Linked DNA regions of Sus scrofa: region 2 is linked to region 1. Evidence: chromatin contacts called from public Hi-C data. All regions are on one chromosome and are shown on one strand. Each heading gives the region's core, a stretch centred on a gene start, on an enhancer-like site or on the middle of the called end of the contact. The rest is flanking DNA. Distances are from core to core; before and after follow the strand shown.

Region 1 (3,272 bases), core at 449-2,948:
GCTGCCTGCGCCTCCCTTGGGCCCCCACCCTCAGACCTGCGGTGCCAGCCTGCTCAGACTTGGAAGGGCCTCTGGGAAAAGGCACGGCCTTATGGGCCTGTCACCCAGGGTCTGGCAAGAGAGCTGACAGCAGACAGGCCACCAGGTAATTAGTTAGAGGATTAGGGAGCCTGGGACAGGGTAGAGGTAAGGAAGTGAGAAGGAGTGGCCCTTCTCTCCGCCCGGCCCCCCCTCCCCTTTCTTCCACCAGGTCTTAGGGAACCCGGACTTTGCTCTGGAGCCCCCAGTCATCCGAACCGCCTTCAGGTTCAGCCTGAGCTGATGGCTTCCTCCCCGGAGAACTAGTCCCCAAGCCCCTGGAGCAGGTGACAAAGCGGGAGAGGGGCTTCCAGACTCTTGCTCCACCCCAAGCCAGACAGACCAACCCACCCTGACCCCGCCCTTCCTAACCTTAACCCCTCCGTGGGTAGGAAGGGATTGGTAAGCTAAGGACCCACAGACAACCTCTCCCCCACAGACAGGGAGGGAGAAACACAGGCAGCCCCTGTGCATGATCTGACAACCCAGCTCCCAGCAAATCAGGATCAAACACCTCTACTCAGTTTCCAGCTCCCAGGTGGTTAAACCGCAACTAATCCCTTCTGTCTTTGACCCTGAGACACCAGCAGATGCTCCAGACCTGCACGGAGTGGCTGGGCCTGCGTGCAATGGGGAAGGGGGTGCCCCTGGACCCCCCTGCGTGCTCCACTCCTAACTTCCTCACAGGACATTTTTGTTTAGACCTTTAGACCCAGAAGCGATGGGGGAGGGGGGCCCTGGGGAGGGAAACTGGGCGATTGCAGAAGAAAGTTTTGGGGGAGAGTGCTAAGTCACTCCCACCCCCTGGAGGGGCCGACACCCGGCCGCCAGCAATCTCCAAGCGGCACCTGAGCCCCCGGGGGCGGGGACGCGTGCCGAGCCCCTGCTCTCCCCTCTCCCGCGCCCCGCGCACAGAGGGTCACACTCACCAGGACCCGGTTAAACCTCTCTTCCAGCTCTCCAGCCGCGGGCATCGGCTGCTTGGGCGCCGCGGGCTGCTTGGGGGACAGCGCGGCGGGGCTCGCGGGCTGCTCCGCACTGCCGGCCGCGTTGCCCATGGTGGTCCCCACCCAGCCAGCCAGGCGCCTCCAGCCTCGGAAATCCAGCTTTCCCGGGGAGGACGGAGGAGGCTCCCGGCCTGGGGGGCGAGGCGGACAGCGGCTCGCGGCGGCGGCGGCGGCGGCTGGGGCTCGGCGACGCGGGCTCTCGGCTCAGCGGCGCGCAGGGACCGGGGCGCGGCGTCCCATCGGGGCGGCCCCGTCCGAGGAGCAGGGCGGCGAGCTGCGGTGGTGGGGAGGAAGTCAGACTGCAGGCCGCCGGGGCCAGAGGGCTGGGCCGGGGGCAGGAAGCTGCGGCGCGGGCTCCCCCCTCGGCGATCTTCTAACTTCTGCTGTCGCTCCCCGTGCGCGCAAACCGCATTTCGCCGCCGCCGCTGCTACGCGCCCTGCCCCAGGGGGGCGGGCTGGAGGGAGGGGGCGGGCGCCGGGCGCCGGCCGGGGGTCCGCCGCAGCCATGGCGCGGCTAGGAGGGGGCTGCCGACCCGCTTCACCTGCCGCAGAGGGGGCGGCCGGCGCCGCTTCACCTGCCGGAGCGGGAGCGACAGAGGCGAGGCAGAGGCGGCGGCGCGCTCCGCGGCGCCTCCGGGTCCTAGAACCGTAGGCTCCCGCTCACTCGGAGCCGGGGGACTGGAAGGGTCTGGGCGAAGGGGGTCACGGCCTGGGGGACGCAGCGGGCAGTCCTCGGAGTCCAGGACTGCCAGCACCTGCTGAGCGCGGCTTGAAGACCCCTGACGGTACGGCGTTGCGGCGCCAAGGGCTGCGTCCCGCTCTCGGGTTCCCGCCGGAGAGGGTGGGAACCCCCTTCCAAGCCCCCCACCCCTTGTTTCTCTCCTCCTCTGTTTAGCCCAGAACCGAGCTGAGGACGAGAGGGAACCATCTGCAAAAAAAGAACCCCAAAGCAGGGCGGGTGGGGGGGGCAGATCCAGACCAGCGGAGACCCCAGCAAGCTGGTTCACTGTGGACCAACTCTGCGCCTGTGCGGGCATCCCCAGTGCTTCTAGAATGGGGGCGCCCAAGGAAGAAGGCAGGCTGTGAGAATCTGGGTACCACCAAGGCGGTCTCAAGGAGAAGCGCGGGGGCTGGGGAACGGGAGGATTAAAGCCAGCATCCACTCTGGGAAAGGAGCGGGCACCGAAGAAGGAGGGAAAAAAAAAAATCTCCTTGACGCTGTCACCTCCAGGGACCTAAGGTGGCCTCTTGCTCACCTTGGAGAATAACAATCTCTGATGTCTGGCAATAACAGAAATGCTTCCAGAGGTCTTCTTTCGTCCATCCTGACAATGACCAGGGAAGGTAGGTATTGATAATCTCCTTCTAGAGGTGGGGAAACTGAGGCTCAGAGTGGCTAAATGACTTGCCCAAGGGCACACAGCTAATAAAGGTCTGGAACAGGCCTCCTTGCTGTCCACCTCCGAAATCTACACTGCGGTGGAGCTGCAGTCCTGGCCTTCCATTCATTCAGGATGGACCAGAGGATGAAAGAGTATTGGGGAGGGGGGAGTACAGAACCCCAAGTCCAGACACAATCTCCAGCCTGAATTTGAGGCTTTTCTCTTTCCGTTGCTCCTCCCACTCCCCGTTTAATTTGTGGGGATCCCCAGCTGGTCCTTCCTTGCACTACCAAAGCACGGAGGACAAAGCCCTGGATTTTTCTCTGAGCCAGGCAAGGACCATGAGTGTCCCCTCCCCAATAGCTTCTCTTCTTTCCGCCCTCCCTCTCAAATTCAGAACCACTGACTGGAGTTTAAGCAGGAGCTGGGAAGTTTATCTAATCTTAAGGAAGGCCCTGGAATGAACCAGCCCCCTCCCCCAGGCTCACCTGATTTAAGCCTTTCTTCTGCCAAGGTCACCAGCACCTCTGGTGGGCGAGAGATGTGATCACTTATTCCGTGTCCCAACCAGGGACCCGTAAGGTAAGACACAGCAAGATACTCCTTGGATGTGCTAAGAAAGTGATCTTCCATGCCCACTGCCCGCACCTTCAGCCCAGAGCAGAGTTCTTGGGTCCTTGCCCTTGAGTTCTTGCCCTTGAGACTAGCTCAGATCTCTCCTTTGCTTTCTTTCTTTTTGTTTTTGAAGGAATTTAGTCCCTGATCTCCTCACCGGTTATCACTTTCCATTTAACAACAAGCCTTT
Region 2 (3,272 bases), core at 336-2,835, 56 kb after region 1:
GAGGTTGCCGACTGACCTCCGGGGCGAGTCTGGCCGGGATGGGGACGCCGAGGAAAGGGGAAAAATTCAACCAATGAACGAGCCTGTTTCAGATTTCTTCTATACCGTAACCATTCAGAGCGGCCCTTTCAAAATTATGCAAATAGTTTAGTGGTGCCTCTCCCAATCAGGCAGGGCGAATCTGTGGCTTGGCTCCTCAACCCTGGAGGGCCAGAGACGGGCGGAAGCGCCCCCTGGTGGACGTCGGGAACGGACGCTGACTCCTTGCGCCCCCTGGTGGAAACAGGCGTAGCCAGCTGAACCTGAACCTGCATATTCGAGCAATTCAGCTCCTCAGAAGACTCACCAGGCGCTGGGGAGGAAAAAGGGGAATCAGGTCCTGAGGGCAGGGGTTCTGGAGGAACCATTAGAGCTGAGTTTTGGAAGGAAGGAATTGCAGGATCAAAAGTACGCAAAACAAAGCATTTCTCTTTTGACACAGCGGGTTAAGGATCCGGTGTTGTCACTGCAGAGGCTTTGGTCACTGCTGTGGTTCAGGTTCGATCCCTGGCCTAGGAACTTATACCCCCCGCGGGCGCGGCCAAAAGAAAAAATAATATGGAGGTAAAGACTTAATATTCAGAAAGAATATCCAGAGAGATGTGGAGACTCGAGCCAGCACGGACGGAAACTCTGGGTCGGCCCGGGCTATCTGAGATTGAAGTAGAGCAGCAGGTGGCAAATCTAGGTCCTGAGAAACTTTTATTTTGGGGATGCCACGCTTCCGGCAGCCGCCAAGTGGCAGTGTGCACCCAGCTCTCTGCCCCTCAGGGCTCTTGCTGCAGGAAACGCAGATACCGCCCTCCGTGCACAAACACGCTGGTGGTTTCATAGGTAGTAAGTGCGCGCATGACACTGTCACCAGAATCCGCACTCGACGCTCATCCACAGCTTGATGTCGCGGACATCTGTGTAACGTGCGGTGGCCGTCCGGGTACTCTCAAACACCCAGTGGGGGTGCCAAACGGTTCAAGCCTCGGTCCCCAGAACCGAGATTCTGCCGAGGACTCCAGACTTAACGCCCACCTTCTCCAGACCAGTCATCTTCGAGCCTTCTACCCCTTTGGGGGCAGCAAGTGGCCGGGCGCGGAGAGGGTTAATCCTATGATGTCACAGCCGGAGCCCTCCTCCCTCCACCTCTCCCGTCAGTTCCCGCTGCCCCCGCTCCGGTTCGGGCCTTTGCACCCTGTCGCCCCGCTCAGCTCCTGGGGTTCTATCCTCTTTGTGGGCCCTCGAACCCTAGGCCCTGGGCGAGCCCGCCCACAGACCCCGAACCCAGTCTGGCTCCTTTCTCGGGTGGGTCGGGGAAGGGGAGGGTGGAGAAAGGTCCTCCGTCTGTACTGAGGGCAGCTCAGGCCCCTTCCGCCGCTTCCCCCGCACCAAGGAGCTCGGGACTGGGATAGGACCGGGATTCGAAGACCGATCGGAGAATGGGGAGGCGGATTCAGGAGCTGGGGGCGAACGCAGGGACTCCGGGGCGCGGACCGGGCTCCCTCCGCACACCTCCGCTGGGGCACAGATCCCCGCCCGGGGTCACCGCCCCCCTCGCGCCGCAGCCTCGCACCCCCCACGCCCCGCAGCCTCGCGCCCCCCCGCCCCCCGGCGCCGTCCTGGCCCCGCCCCGTCCCTCCCGGCCCCTCCTTCCTTGACCCTCGCCCCTCCCTCTCTCCCTCCTCCCGACACCTCCTCCTCCCGATTCCCTCCTGGCGCCGCTAAGTTTCTCTACTCGGCACCGCACGCAGAGTCCCGGGGCCCGGCCCCGGTCCCCCCACCACCCCCGAGCCATGCTGTGCGGCCTCTGGAGGAGCCGCCACCGGCGGCCAGAGGAGCCCCCCGTGCCGGCCCAGGTCGCAGCGCCCGTCGCGCTCCCGTCCCCGCCCGCGCCCCAGGACGGCGGCACCAAGAGGCCCGGGCTGCGGGCGTTGAAGAAGATGGGTCAGTGAGCGGCCGGGGCGGCTCTGGGAGGGCGCGGATGGCCCGGGGGGCGCAAGCTGGGAGGGTCGGGGTGTTCCGGGGAGCCGTTCGTGGGCCTCCCAGTGGGGCTGTGGGGGTCTGGCGAGAGAGGGAACGCCAGCCCCGTTCCGGCCGGGGGTCGCACCTGGGGTCACCCGAGGTTCCCAGGTCTGTTCCCACCAGGAGGCGCCCGCGGGGCGTGTGGAGTGGGAGTTTGGGCGAGCGACGCGGACTGGGGTCCCAAAAGGCCAGGAGAGCGGAGTGGGAGTGACAGGCTTGAGGTGGTGTCCCTCACCCCCTCCCCAACCCTGTGCTCCCCAATCCTGGGTTCTTGGCCCCCTTAGGAAGGCGTGAAAATTGTAGAAGAGGCTGACATCTCAAGCCAGCCCTCCAGTCCTGCAGCCCCCACTGGGGTCAGAGCAGCCACACAGCACTGGTAGGACTGGTCTAACTGGTGAGAACACTGACCTGTGGCGTCAGAAAGCCAGAGCTGCCCTCTCAGATTTGGGGGAAGTCACTGGGGGGAAAGGAATGTAACTGTGGTTTGTTAAGCATCCCCCAGACCCAGGTGGCCCTGGGTGGTTACAGATGTGGTGACCTTCAGCCTTCCCCTGCCTGAGAGGTAGGTGGTGTGACCCTCGTTTTACAGGGGAGGACACTGACTCAGAGAAGGCAAGGAATTTGTCTATGGCCACACAGCCTTTACCAAAGGGCAAAGCTTGGCATGCCCCCCACACTGCCTCTGGTACCCTCTCTGAGTCTGGGCAAAGCGGGACTGACGGGGGAGTTGAGACCTTGAATGGGGTGTGTATTGTGAGATTATTTTGTGCGATGTAAAGTACTGTAAAGCTGGAGTTCCTGTCGTGGCTCAGTGGTTAACAAATCCGACTAGGAACCATGAGGTTGCGGGTTCGATCCCTGACCTCACTCAGTGGGTTAAGGATCCGGCGTTGCCGTGAGCTGTAGTGTGGGTTGTAGACGAGGCTCAGATCCCATGTTGCTGTGACTCTGGCATAGGCCGGTGGCTACAGCTCTGGTTAGACCCCTATCCTGGGAACCTCCATATGCCATGGCAGCGGCTCAAGAAAAGGCAAAGAGAAAAAAAAAAAAGTACTGTAAAGCTGAAGTGGTCTCGTAGAACTGTGGTTGGTAGAAGAGTTAATGATGGAGAGGCTGGAGGTGGGGCTGAGGGAACGGGAGGGCAGGGCTGCTGCGTGAATCTTGGGGCCAAATTCTGAGGCCACACTGCCCGTCTTCCCTCCTGTTCTTATTTCTACGGC

The links. Hi-C and Micro-C count contacts between places; a contact is called where the count stands out from the background.
Region 2: a contact with region 1 is called in a Hi-C map of fetal liver, with 1.9 times the contacts expected there. The contact joins the promoter of ACBD4 here to the promoter of FMNL1 in region 1. A contact is called at or near these places in 4 of 5 promoter capture datasets (fetal liver, fetal skeletal muscle and liver), 26 of 47 Hi-C or Micro-C datasets (adipose tissue, alveolar macrophages, blood and 12 more) and 2 of 2 datasets of contacts at active chromatin or transcription factors (alveolar macrophages and skeletal muscle).

The regions. Positions count from the first base shown.
Region 1 is chr12:18,223,923-18,227,194 of Sscrofa11.1, forward strand. It overlaps FMNL1 (formin-like protein 1), which reads right to left and starts at 1,699. Exons shown (of 26, transcript XM_021066841.1): 1 at 1,008-1,699. The coding sequence starts at 1,136. It overlaps LOC110255993 (a long non-coding RNA gene), which reads left to right and starts at 1,683. Exons shown (of 3, transcript XR_002337084.1): 1 at 1,683-2,429; 2 at 2,982-3,049.
Region 2 is chr12:18,280,054-18,283,325 of Sscrofa11.1, forward strand. It overlaps ACBD4 (acyl-CoA-binding domain-containing protein 4), which reads right to left and starts at 1,586. Exons shown (of 10, transcript XM_003358011.4): 1 at 1-1,586. PLCD3 (1-phosphatidylinositol 4,5-bisphosphate phosphodiesterase delta-3) reads left to right here and starts at 1,454. Exons shown (of 15, transcript XM_003131325.4): 1 at 1,454-1,974. The coding sequence starts at 1,824.